Linked DNA regions of Mus musculus: all the other regions are linked to region 1. Evidence: chromatin contacts called from public Hi-C and HiChIP or PLAC-seq data. All regions are on one chromosome and are shown on one strand. Each heading gives the region's core, a stretch centred on a gene start, on an enhancer-like site or on the middle of the called end of the contact. The rest is flanking DNA. Distances are from core to core; before and after follow the strand shown.

Region 1 (3,803 bases), core at 692-3,191:
AATAAAGGAAGTTTGAGTGTACATTTCTATTGATTTACTTTATCATTCCTTGATAATATAAATAAAAACACCTTCAAACATTCCTAACACTGCCATCCTCATTGCAATGTTCTTTGCTGATCCCGATAGGAAGCAAACACATACACTGATTATGTCACATTAGGCTTGAGTTGCAGCACTAAGTTGGTCAGAATGACAAGAATTTAGCAAAAATGACTGAAGTGTGAGAATTATACCATAAACTTGCCTACTTCACAGGGTGGGTAAATTGAATCTACATATCAGAGTAAAATATAAATCTAGTTATGTAACCACATGTACACCCCCCCCCAGAGATGGTTATTAGATATGTGGTAGCCTACTACTGTCATAAGGACAAATCTAATGTGTAGCCATCTTCTTTCTGGCTCCTGAGCAGATAATAAACAAAGCCTGGGATCCAGATAGCAGCCAAAGAAAATTCCAAGCCACACAGTCTTGCCAGCATGGCTGTGCCATAACTGTGAGTCTCTGGCACCTGGTTACCTTGATCTGTCACAGGCTCAAGAGAATGTGTCATACCCCCATTCCCACTCCTTTAGCAAGGTTCAATGTCTTTGTCCAGCCTCAGCTTGTAAATAAAGTAAGAGAAACTCAGATTTACTGGCATTCGTAGCTGCTCACAGTTCAAGAGTTCTGGAAGGTCTTCTTTCCAGAACTTTGGTTTCTATGGGATGAGTGTCGTCCTGGCTGGTTTTTGGCTCATATCTAAGTGCTGGATCATCTCCATTCATCATTTCTGGGCTGGACAAGATTCTCTTGTCTGAGCTGTGGATGTCCCCTGCTGGAAATGGCTGTTCACTGCAGCTGAGGGAATTGGTACAATTGTGGCAGCTGTGGATGCACTTATGTGTGTCAGGACATCCTCCCTGGCTGATTACATGATTCCCACCAGGAACACAGTCAGAAAACTCACTCTGTGACCCTGCTCTTACACTCCTGCTTTATTGGCAATTTCACCTTCTAAGTTATGATAACCACTCCTTATAAAGCACGGTATGTGTTAATATGACAAGCTCTCAACATTTGTTTCTAAAATCCATAATCTTGTTGCATACAGAATGGATTATCTTATTTAAACTGTCACATATTAATAAATTCTGAGTGGAATTACAGAATTTTATATTGTAAGAGTTCAGGCCTTGAGAATAGGTGGCCCCCATTAGTGTAACTTGCACAGGATATTTGTTTTACTTGTCTTCTTGTCCACAGGGTGCCTCTCCTGATACAGAGAATACACAAAACCACTTGGCTGTGGTTTTTCATCCTCAGGTGCAATTTTTTTCTGCTCTTCATCTTTCATTCTATATGTGCTCATTTGCAGCATTCGTGCCAGTGGGCTTTGCTTTGTTCTGCTTTCTATGTATCTGATCAAAATCCTCTCCCTTTTCAAAGCCTGCTTTTTTTTTTTTTCATCAGAAAATTTAGGGAGCTTTACTAACTGACTTAATTTTCCTTCCAAATGTAAAGTGCTGCTGTGACAGGCATCCTATGTGAAAGACATTCTGTAGTCCATGTTTCTGGGAAAATTCTCATTGATGAAGGAAACAAAATTCAGTTGTGTACAACTTATAAGATTATAAGAGGTGAGAGTACAGGCTAGTTCTTGGTCTGGACTGTCATTTGGGAGCATACTTTTCAAGACAAAAGCCACTAATCACTTATCCAAGACATCAGAGGATGGGCAAAATCAACCGTCCAGTGTCCAGCTGAATCACAGTTGCTGATTGTTCCAGCCAGTTGGGAGTTTTCACCATGTGATCAGCCCAAAGGCATTTCTTCAGCTGCCAGCACAGAGGCTTGTCGAATCTGCTAAGAAACCAGATGCAGCAAATACATATCCTCTACAGCCTGGCATCTGGGGTTTGTGCCTGCCAGCTGAGGAAAAAAGCCTGGGCTGCATGGAGCTCAGGGTGGAGATGTGGAGATCATAGACAGAAAACAGTGAGATCATCACATGTTTCTCATTGTGCTAGAAAAAAAAAAACCCTATTGTTGGAGAGCATGTGAGAACTTTGTAAGAACCAGATTAAGTATGCCTGGATTACATGATGGAACAATTATATGCTGTGGACTAACACATATTTGTTTTACTGAAAGTCTGTTCCTACTATTTTACTTTTTTCGTATGCAAAAGCGCTTATACAATTGACTCAGTGCAACTGTATTCATCAAGCAATCCATCTTATTCATATATATTTATGTGTACATGATGCATGCACATCATGTATATGTCTTTATTCTTCTTAGCCCATTAGTTTTTCCCAGATAAGAACTTCAATGTTACCTTCTTACTACCATTGTAGACCATAAGTGACTGGGTATTCTGGGTAATACCCTTATTTTGTTTTGTTTAAATCCCTTTCCCATATAAATTATATAAATATTATTCATTAAACTCCATTCCTTTCAATACAGTTAGCCAAATGATTATTGAATACCCACCTATGCAAAATATGGTATGACCATGAGACTGAAGGAGCAAGGAATCCAAGAAGCTTATGACCACATGGATCAAAGCTGAGTGGCCAGAGCCAGTGATGGATAGGTGTCAAGAGCTTCAGGCAGTAAAAAAGAAGCCAAAACAGAGGATTTTTACTTTGTGTGCTATCTGTGGCTAGGGCTCACAGTAATGTGAGAGTGGGGACCTGAAGATGTATTTTTCTTTCTTTCTTTCTCTCTTTCTTTCTTTCTTTCTTTCTTTCTTTCTTTCTTTCTTTCTTTCTTTCTTTCTTTCTCTCTCTCTCTCTCTTTCTTTCTTCCTTTCTTCCTTCATTCCTTCCTTTTTCCTTCCTTCCTTCCTTATTTTCTTTCTTTCTTTCTTTCTTTCTTTCTTTCTTTCTTTCTTTCTTTCTTTTCCTTCCTTCCTTCCTTCCTTCCTTCCTTCCTTCCTTCCTTCCTTTCTTTATTTTTCCTTGGTTTTCAAATATAAAGAATATATAATAAGGGGGGTAACTATGCCACATTATTTAATCAAGATTGTTTAACATTGTATTGTTTTAGAATGGATTTCTATGGCTCTATCTAAACAGCAGTACTGAAGAAAGCCATGCCCAGCCTCTTGTTATTTTCAAAGTAAGGCTTTGGCTTTTTCAGGTCATTTTATAGTATTTGTGTGCACACTGATCATATTATACAGACAGCAGAATATTGTGGCTTTCTCTTAACTAATACCCACCATTCATATGTGAATTCTTCTTAGGTTATTACTATACCTGTCAGCACATGTTACCATATGATTATTGGTTATTAATTATTTAATACCTACATTGTGAAACACATTGCCATGACCAGGAAGCTGACGGGCCAAGGTGTCCTAGAAGCTTATGGTCATGATGAATGGCTCAGCTCCCACAGGCAGTGGGTGCATAGGTATGGGGAGGTGCATTCCATAGAAAAGTAGCTCAGACAGATGGCACATCGTGCTACTTTTCTTTCCTGTATCCTTCCCCAAACTTTTGTCCACTCCTGACCATCATTAAGTAGACTTCTATGTAAACACTGACTTTTATAATTTTTTCTAAAATAAACATTATACTGCATGCTCTTCAACTTATAGTTCTTATCTAATAAAACATTAATCATTCAATTACTGATAAGCATTGCTTTTCTAAAGTCATCTTCCTTTTATACTATAATTAATGCTAAAAGACTATTGCTTATATTTATCCTCATAAAATTTTATCGTGTAGACTTTCAGGAATAATATTAAATAGTAATAACATAGTCATTCCAAAGCAAACAAAAAGAAGCCTGACTAAAAG
Region 2 (3,903 bases), core at 1,103-3,602, 400 kb before region 1:
AAAAGACCTTTATACATCAGTTGTTAGATATTTAGACTGACTCCATTTCATTGCTGTTGTGAATGGAGCAGTCACAAGTATGGTTGTACAATATCTTTGTAGTGCGATATAGAAGTCTTTGGCTACATACCTAAGAATAGTATCATCTGTTAATTCTATTTCTCCTTCTGAGAAATCTTCAGACTAAATTCCATACTTATTACTGCTGTTTAGTTAAATTGACATGACATTAAACTACCTTCTAAGCATCTATGATTATACCACAGAGAAATGTTACTATCACCTTTAATCAGAAAAGACTTTTTGCAGTGAATGCAAAGACCCAAGGTAAAAAAAAGAAATGAAGATTGAATGCTTAGTAATAATTGAGAAATTCATACCATAAATTTTAAGACACGCGGAATAATGTGCAAGAGAGGATGGAAAGAATGTAAGAGATGAAGGATTGAGAGAAGGGCTGCAAAATGTCCCCTTCTATGTATTACACAGTCATTTAAAGATGAAATCACACTAGATGTGATTATTGGCATAGGGCTTACATAAGACTGGAAAAGGAAGTAGTCAACTATGGAAGGAAGGGTCTTACTGGGTTCTACCACTTACTGATGGACTTTTGGCAACCAACTTATTATAGGAGAGGGGGTACCACTTCCTGCTCCTTAAAAGTTTAGCATTTGTGTATAATACATACAAATTTCTCTCTTCTAGTTCTTAATTTAGTTCATTGAAGGAGAGTGGTACCATGTCTTCACTGAATGAGCCTGAGGAAATGAGTAATCTCTCAAATATGCTTTCATTATCCTTAAAATGAAGAAAGTAACCTTTTTTTGACTGGCATTGTGAATTTCCAATGGATAGAAGGTACACAGTCCAATGCCTGGCATAAAGTAACAGTTTACTGTATTTAACTGCTATAAGCAATGATAGAAAGGGCTGCATCTGAATGAGGTGGAGTGCCCACAGCCAGCGAGTATTCTTTTTGCTCCCACTTTTGTTGTGTTCCTGATAGGGATTCCCACCAAACTCCAGTAGAAGTTTCCAAATCCACGATCACTCATATGGCTTTGGTTTATGTCAGAACTCACAATATGAAACAGAAAGACACGAACTGATGAAAGAGATTCAGAAGCAAAAGGTAAAATGGACACAGGTGAGAGAGTAGGAAGTGGGAATTATGTGAATACACTATATATGAAATTGTGAAATGCAAATTTCAGTGAACTAAATTAAGAACTAGAAGAGAGGAATTTGTGTGTATTAAACACAAATGCTAAACATTTGAGGAGCAGGAAGTGGTTCAGTCTCTGATTTATTACTGTACTTGTTCGCATGCACCAGGTTACCACATTTTACCCACAGATAAGAACGGTGACTCTGTTTTAATTACATATCAATGAATAAGGAATAAATCCTCACCTTATTATATTGAAGGTAAAGCATTAAACAGACAATTAGACTAACATAGGACAGGTAAGTAGCACATCAGGCTAGTGAGGCTGAAGGAATTGGTAATTGTAGAAACAAGTCAATGTTGAAGTTAGGGTCCAGGAACTTGGGCTAGGTAGGGGTAAGACTTAAAGAGAAGCCTACTAATGGTAAGTAGAGGGGTCTATGAACTGGAGAAACTATTGAGTGAAAGAAGAGATAAAATGATCATCAAGTCATCATAAGGTGTAGTATTTGTCTGTTTATGTTAAAGGGATAAAAATCTCAGGTAAGATTTAAACCTAAAGGTAATATAAGAAAGGACAAGTGGTATTGGAAAATAACTCCAAAAGTGGCTCTAAGTTCTGAGATGTAAAAGTTTGGGGTGGCTAATTCAGGTGGTTTACTGATGTTATTTAGAACATTCAGACTAGCTATTAAAAACTCAAGTAGCAACTTAAAAAAATGATTCTTGACTCTCTGCTTCCACTCATCTGTTATGTTACTCATTCAATACCTGAGGGGACAACAGAGGCACTATTTATTATGGGTCTCATCATTTCTCAGAGCACTTCTGAGTTTATTTGATAATATTTAATGTTTGAAGTGAAGCTTACATTGCAATGTGTCACAAGTTTAAGCTGAAGAGAGCTCGTGGCATTTAGGGAAATATAGACTTCAACGGGAATCTCACAGTTTCAAGTAACAATGTAAATGGTGCAGCCAAATAAGGAAGGGATAAAAAGAACTCAGTGTCACCTCTGGCTGTTTGGTGGTGGAGGTTGTGTGAGGGTTTGATTTGTCTGGAAGAAAGAAGAGAGGATGCTGTTACAAAGTACTTCTCAGGCATTCTAGAGAGCACTAAAGAATTCAGACACTAAAGACATAGCTGGAACCTGGAGCCTGAGAAACTGCTCACTGTAACACTCTAGAATGAGTTGTATTGAGCAGTTTCAGCTTACCATGTCTCACTGAATGAGCCCGAGGAAATGAGTAATCTCTCAAATATGCTTTCATTATCCTTAAAATGAAGAAAGTAACCTTTTTTTTGACTGGCATTGTGAATTTCCAATGGATAGAAGGTACACAGTCCAGTGCCTGGCACAAAGTAATGGTTTACTGTATTTAACTGCTACAAGCAATGATAGAAAGGGCTGCATCTGAATGAGGTGGAGTGCCCACAGCCAGCGAGTGTTCTTTTTGCTTCTTATGAAGTCTGTTGGGATTCTTTGGGCTCTAAAAATAAAATTAAACAGTCTTTAAATTTTAAGTGGATATAGTAATTATTTGTAGATCAGTTTTCAAGCTTTAACTTTTAGCTGCAAAATCATTTTAAGCTCTGATCTTTCAATTATTCATTTCTACTATATTTTAATAAAAGGAATGTAAATACATAATGAGTATGACCAAATTGCAGGTCCAATGTTTTGTACCAATTAGGTTCTAAAATATTAAAGATGGGTGTATTAAGCAGGCTTTTTAAAGGTTGCAAGAGAGGTTCAACTTCCTCAATTCCTTATTTCTATCCAAGTCTCATTTCCTGTCAGTTACCCATTTGAGCCTTTCTGTGTATTTCAGAACATGAGAGCTAGCTCACAACCATGGAATCATGAATGTTGCATAGGAAATGAGGAACAGTTCTTAGCCTTCAATGAAAACGAGATGTGCCATGAGAACACAATCCTGTCATTCCCTGTGAGTTGTGCCAGTCAGTGACAGTGCTGAGCTATCCTGGCCACTATTTTGATGACCATTGCCATTTACATAGACAGCCAACCTTCAAGTCTCTGTCTCCAGCTATGACTTTGTCTTCTACTTCACATAAACTTGCCCAGTTCTTCATGGGATTGTCTATTACAATACCATAGGAAGCTTGATTAGCAAGTCCCCCCTCCAACCTTTATTATTTCATATAGTCTGTTCTATTTCTAGTACAGAAATAAATGGCATGACTTAAGCTAGTACTCTCGAAGTCATACTTGTTAGTGCAGCTTTAGTGGCTTTGATGGGGAAAAAACTTGTTTATGTGCAATTAGAGCTTGGCCAAATGATTCAACCATTCAAGGTATCATTTTCCTCATTTGTTATGTAGGGTCATGCTAATCCTGGGCTCACAGATTTGGTATGATAAATAGTTTTAAGTGCTTAGAAAATTACTTGTTACATAGGAAAAAACTATATAAATAAAAGAATTGTACACAGCATTCCAAGAAAGCTATTACTTTTATACCTTCCTCTATAAGTCTACTGGCATCCCTTAAATGCTGATTCAACCTCCAGAATATAGTAGATATTTTTATTTTCATCCTGGCTCAACCCTTGTTCCTTCCTGTCTCCAGTCTCTACGGCAACCAGAATGACATTTACTGAATTCAGATTGGTCATATTAGCTCCTGATCACAAGCCTTCATTGTGTTGGCCAAGCTAATTTGGTTTTCCATGGTCTGGCTCCTGTCTGCATCTCTAGCTGCTTTGCAT
Region 3 (4,045 bases), core at 480-2,979, 510 kb before region 1:
AAACTATACCTGCTTTGTTGTAACCATTTCTCATTCAATCTAAAGGGTAAGCCAAGGATTTGATGCTTTTCCCATCATCTTTTTTGTAATGAAAGTTTCAGTCTGCTCTGAGGAACCTTTTTCACTGGAGTGATTTCAGAGAAAAATAGGGCTTGTACAACATCGGGGAGCGCAGAGTGTAGCAACGAGATTGTTAGAGATGAGGAAATGGCCGACTCTGTAGCACACCAATGCCTTCGAATAGGTAATTGCTATTCCATTTACCAATGAGGAAAGGCAGGATATTAAAAATTAAGCAAACCACACATCCAGGTGATGGTGAGCTTGGGCAGGCTTCCAGATGTACTTCCTTTTAGTGGACTTTTAACTCATCATTTAACTTGAATGGCTGGGTCATCATTTCCTCTCCTGACATGTGTGAGGTGTATGTGCTGTAATACAAGGGATATTTTTTTCCATGAACCTTAAACTTAGGGCTGCCAAGAAGAGGGCTATCAATGTGGAAATGCTCATCCTCCTCGCTAAAGCTCTTCATAGTCATCTCTGAAGAGAAAAGCATATGATGGCTGTTTAGAACACTTCTGGACACTGTTGTTGGTCCTTGATCCCTCTCTAGCATTTTGTAACATGTTTGATGGTGTCTTCATTGTATCTTTCCATCTGTGTAAAAGTGCATTTTTCTTAAGTTCTGAGGCAACTTTGAGGCTAGTATCTGTTCAACAGTGCCCAGAGGAAGATGTTAGGAAATGTATAATTTGAAATAACAGCTTGCCACTTGCTAAGTTCAAGACATGTTACCTCTCATTGTTTCGTTTCTGTTTATAACTCAGATTGTGGATTTCTCCATGAAAGATTATATTTATCACTTTTGACTTCCCAAGATAAAGAGAGAGTCTGACTCTAAAAGTGCATTGATAACAATTTGTCAGTGTTAATAGATGTGAAGACATGTTCAACTGGAGTATCCAGTTAGTATACTAAGCCTAGCCATATATACTGCTAGGACCACCTTATTTTATAGAGGAAGACACTGAGACCAGATTTGGAGTTAATGATTCAGAATCATGAAGCTCTGTGTTATCAGGAAGAAGGGGGAGATTTTTAGATGGATCTGTAACCCCCAGAGTAGTAGGTTACATAACAAAACGTTTTATATCTAAACAAGTCTTTGTTGCGATGAAATGCTATTAACTTTGACACATCAAATTTTAGAACTTCTTTGACTGTTGGTATTAGCAAAGGACAGCAGGCAGTTGGAAGGGTCCAGGGGCAAATTACTGCCTTCACTCAGTTCATCCCCTGCCTCAGGCTGCTAGTGCTTCCAATCTTTGGACACGTTCCACAAAATACTGTTTGGAAAACATGGCTGCATTGACCCTCCTTGTTGCCTTTATTAGCTCTATAAATAACTAAACAAATTAACAAAAGAAGAAAAGAAACACATAGGCACACACAAACAGATGCATATGCAGATACACACTTAGATGCACACACAAGCACACACACAGGCACACACACAGGCACACAAAAAGACACACAGAAACTCACACATACAGGCACACACACACACACACACACACACACACACACACACACAGACACTCACTTCGACTCTCTTCTGAGCAGGAAGCTTTATCCACTTGGTAACCCCAGTTGAGATCAGAGGAGTCAGTGTCGTTTTCAGGCAGCAGTACAAAGTGATCATTCTTGCCCTTTTGACTGAAGACAGAGCAGTGGGGTGGGTCTTGCAGGACACATCTGCAGGGCTGTATCTCACAGGAAGTGGTTCAGCTCTTCAGAGATAAGTTTCATTGGGGAACAAAGAGGGATTTTGTTCACCACTTTAAGAATGGAGCATTGAACCTGGACAGGGCTTCTCAGTTCCTGCAGCTGACAACAAGGCAAAACCAACCCAACCTGCTCCTTCCCCTTCTGAACACAGGCAGAGCGCTTGCCGGATGGCCCTCCTCTCCCCTCCAGAGGTCGAGATAGTTTCCCCTGCACTTTCTTATACAATTTCTGCTACCTCATCACGTTCTTTAGAATCAGGCTTGGACATTTACACTTGTGTCCGTTTGACACTTTTTCATCCTCTTCGGGAATCTGCATAACTCAGCCTGTTGAGAATAAGAGGCCCTAAATAGCAAGTGCCATTGCTAAGGGTTTGATTTAGCCCAGTTTGCTTCGACCAAAGTACCATAATGATACAAATACAGACAGGACTTTTTGTTGTTGTTTTGGGGGAAAGGACACTGTGAGTCAAGACAGACTTTGTGTCAATGTTCATCCAGATCTTCAGCTATAGGTTTGATTTTGACCTTGAATGATTTGCTAAGATCTTTGTACCTCCTAATTTTCAAGGCAGGAAGGAGTACTCCCATTTTCTATTTGGCAGCTCTAAAGCAGCATGTTCAAGTGTTTTGCCTGATGGCCCATGACAAGTGAATGCTAAGGATGTCTGCGTAGGGTTCCTTATGTGTTCCAGGGAAGCTGGACTGCTGGTGCAGCAAGCACATGATTCTCAGCCCTGCATCTCCATCTCAGCTTCAGAGGCACAGGTCGGAGCATATTTGACTTTGTGGAAACTATACATTTCCTGTGAGATAATGAGGTGTGGTATGGAGGCAGGCAGGATTTATATGGCAGTTAAATGTAGTTTGGTATCCAACGTATGATTGCATTATTCACCATGGCATAGCAAAGTTCACCTCTGCCCCCTCACTTTTGGCTGGATCAGCAGATGTGGACCACGATTAAGGAAGCACTGTCAGATATTTCTTTATAGTCTCATTTTCCTACTCACCATTGCCTGCAATGCCCTTGCCTGTGGGAAAAGTGACAAAATAAACAAGCCCTTTCAAACCAGCTTTCTTCTTCTTGCTTTTAGGGAGTGATTTAGGCATGTAGATTTGCCCTGGGGGAGAATTATCATCCTTGGCACAATGCTTGTGGGAATGGGTTTCCTAAGCAGACTGCTAGGCAAAGTCTTAGGTCTCAGATAGGAAAATGAAATCCTGTGATATCATTCATGTAGCTAGCAATAACAGCAGAAGGTTAATGCATACTGATATTCCTTTTGTTTTTTTTTGTTTTGTTTTGTTTTGTTTTGTTTTGTTTTGTTTTGTTTTGTTTTTTCTAGACAGGGTTTCTCTGTGTGGCCCTGGCTGTCCTGGAACTCACTTTGTAGACTAGGCTGGACTCAAACTCAGAAATCTCCCTGCCTCTGCCTCCCGAGTGCTGGGATTAAAGACATGCACCACCACTGCCCTGCTCCGCTATTCTTATAAAAGGTGTTCATTGGCCTAATAAGACAATAAGAAGCAAGAACAAGGAGATAGAGGGTAAGAATATGACAAACCTTAGTTTCCTACTAAATAAATACAGGACAGTTACACACACGTAAATGCACAATTATAAATATAACTTTTGCAAGCTTCTTAGGTGTATATTTGCTTTGATGTTCACAGGTAGAATATTGAAATGTAGAATTTGGGCATCATTTGTCTCACAAAGCTAGTAGAAAGAAACTGGCCTTGAAATGTGGCATTAGACTGTGGGTTCGAGACATGAGGTAGGACTTAAACCCACAAGACCTAGGACCTGTGTCTTTTTTTTTTTTAAGATTTAGAAATTAGTTTATTGTCTTAGTTTTAAAAAAATTTTTATTAGGTATTTTCCTCATTTACATTTCCAATGCTATCCCAAAAGTCCCCCATACCCACCCCCCCACTCCCCTACCAACCCACTCCCCCTTTTTGGCCTTGGTGTTCCCCTGTACTGGGGCATATAAAGTTTGCAAGTCCAATGGGCCTCTCTTTCCAGTGATGGCTGACTAGGCCATCTTTTGATACATATGCAGCTAGAGACAACAGCTTCGGGGTACTGGTTATTTCATATTGTTGTTCCACCTATAGGGTTGCAGTTCCCTTTAGCTCCTTGGGTACTTTCTCTAGCTCCTCCATTGGGGGCCCTGGGATCCATCTAATAGCTGACTGTGAGCATCCACTTCTGTGTTTGCTAGGCCCCGGCATAGTCTCACAAGAGA

The links. A called contact is a pair of places that touch in the nucleus more often than the background predicts. HiChIP or PLAC-seq counts read pairs in DNA pulled down with a chosen protein or histone mark.
Region 2: a Hi-C map of neural progenitor cells shows a contact between it and region 1, with 4 times the contacts expected there. The contact joins two enhancer-like sites. A contact is called at or near these places in 3 of 484 Hi-C or Micro-C datasets (cerebellar granule neurons and neural progenitor cells) and 1 of 115 datasets of contacts at active chromatin or transcription factors (stem cell-derived neural progenitor cells).
Region 3: a contact with region 1 is called in an H3K27ac HiChIP or PLAC-seq map of oligodendrocyte precursor cells, with 12 times the contacts expected there. The contact joins two enhancer-like sites. A contact is called at or near these places in 11 of 484 Hi-C or Micro-C datasets (adipose-derived mesenchymal stem cells, embryonic fibroblasts, embryonic stem cells and 6 more) and 2 of 115 datasets of contacts at active chromatin or transcription factors (oligodendrocyte precursor cells and stem cell-derived neural progenitor cells).

Annotation. Positions count from the first base shown.
Region 1 is chr4:97,034,864-97,038,666 of GRCm38.p6, reverse strand. No RefSeq gene overlaps it. Among named protein-coding and RNA genes, the nearest start is that of Gm27521, 120 kb to the right of the region's middle. Within about 2 kb of position 1,941, at least 11 of the 459 cell types and tissues checked have an H3K27ac peak or open chromatin away from gene starts, as enhancers often do. A contact at or near this core is called in neural progenitor cells and oligodendrocyte precursor cells, where this site is marked.
Region 2 is chr4:97,431,385-97,435,287 of GRCm38.p6, reverse strand. No RefSeq gene overlaps it. Among named protein-coding and RNA genes, the nearest start is that of Gm40207, 17 kb to the right of the region's middle. Within about 2 kb of position 2,352, at least 12 of the 459 cell types and tissues checked have an H3K27ac peak or open chromatin away from gene starts, as enhancers often do. A contact at or near this core is called in neural progenitor cells, where this site is marked.
Region 3 is chr4:97,541,960-97,546,004 of GRCm38.p6, reverse strand. No RefSeq gene overlaps it. Among named protein-coding and RNA genes, the nearest start is that of E130114P18Rik, 41 kb to the left of the region's middle. Within about 2 kb of position 1,729, at least 41 of the 459 cell types and tissues checked have an H3K27ac peak or open chromatin away from gene starts, as enhancers often do. A contact at or near this core is called in neural progenitor cells and oligodendrocyte precursor cells, where this site is marked.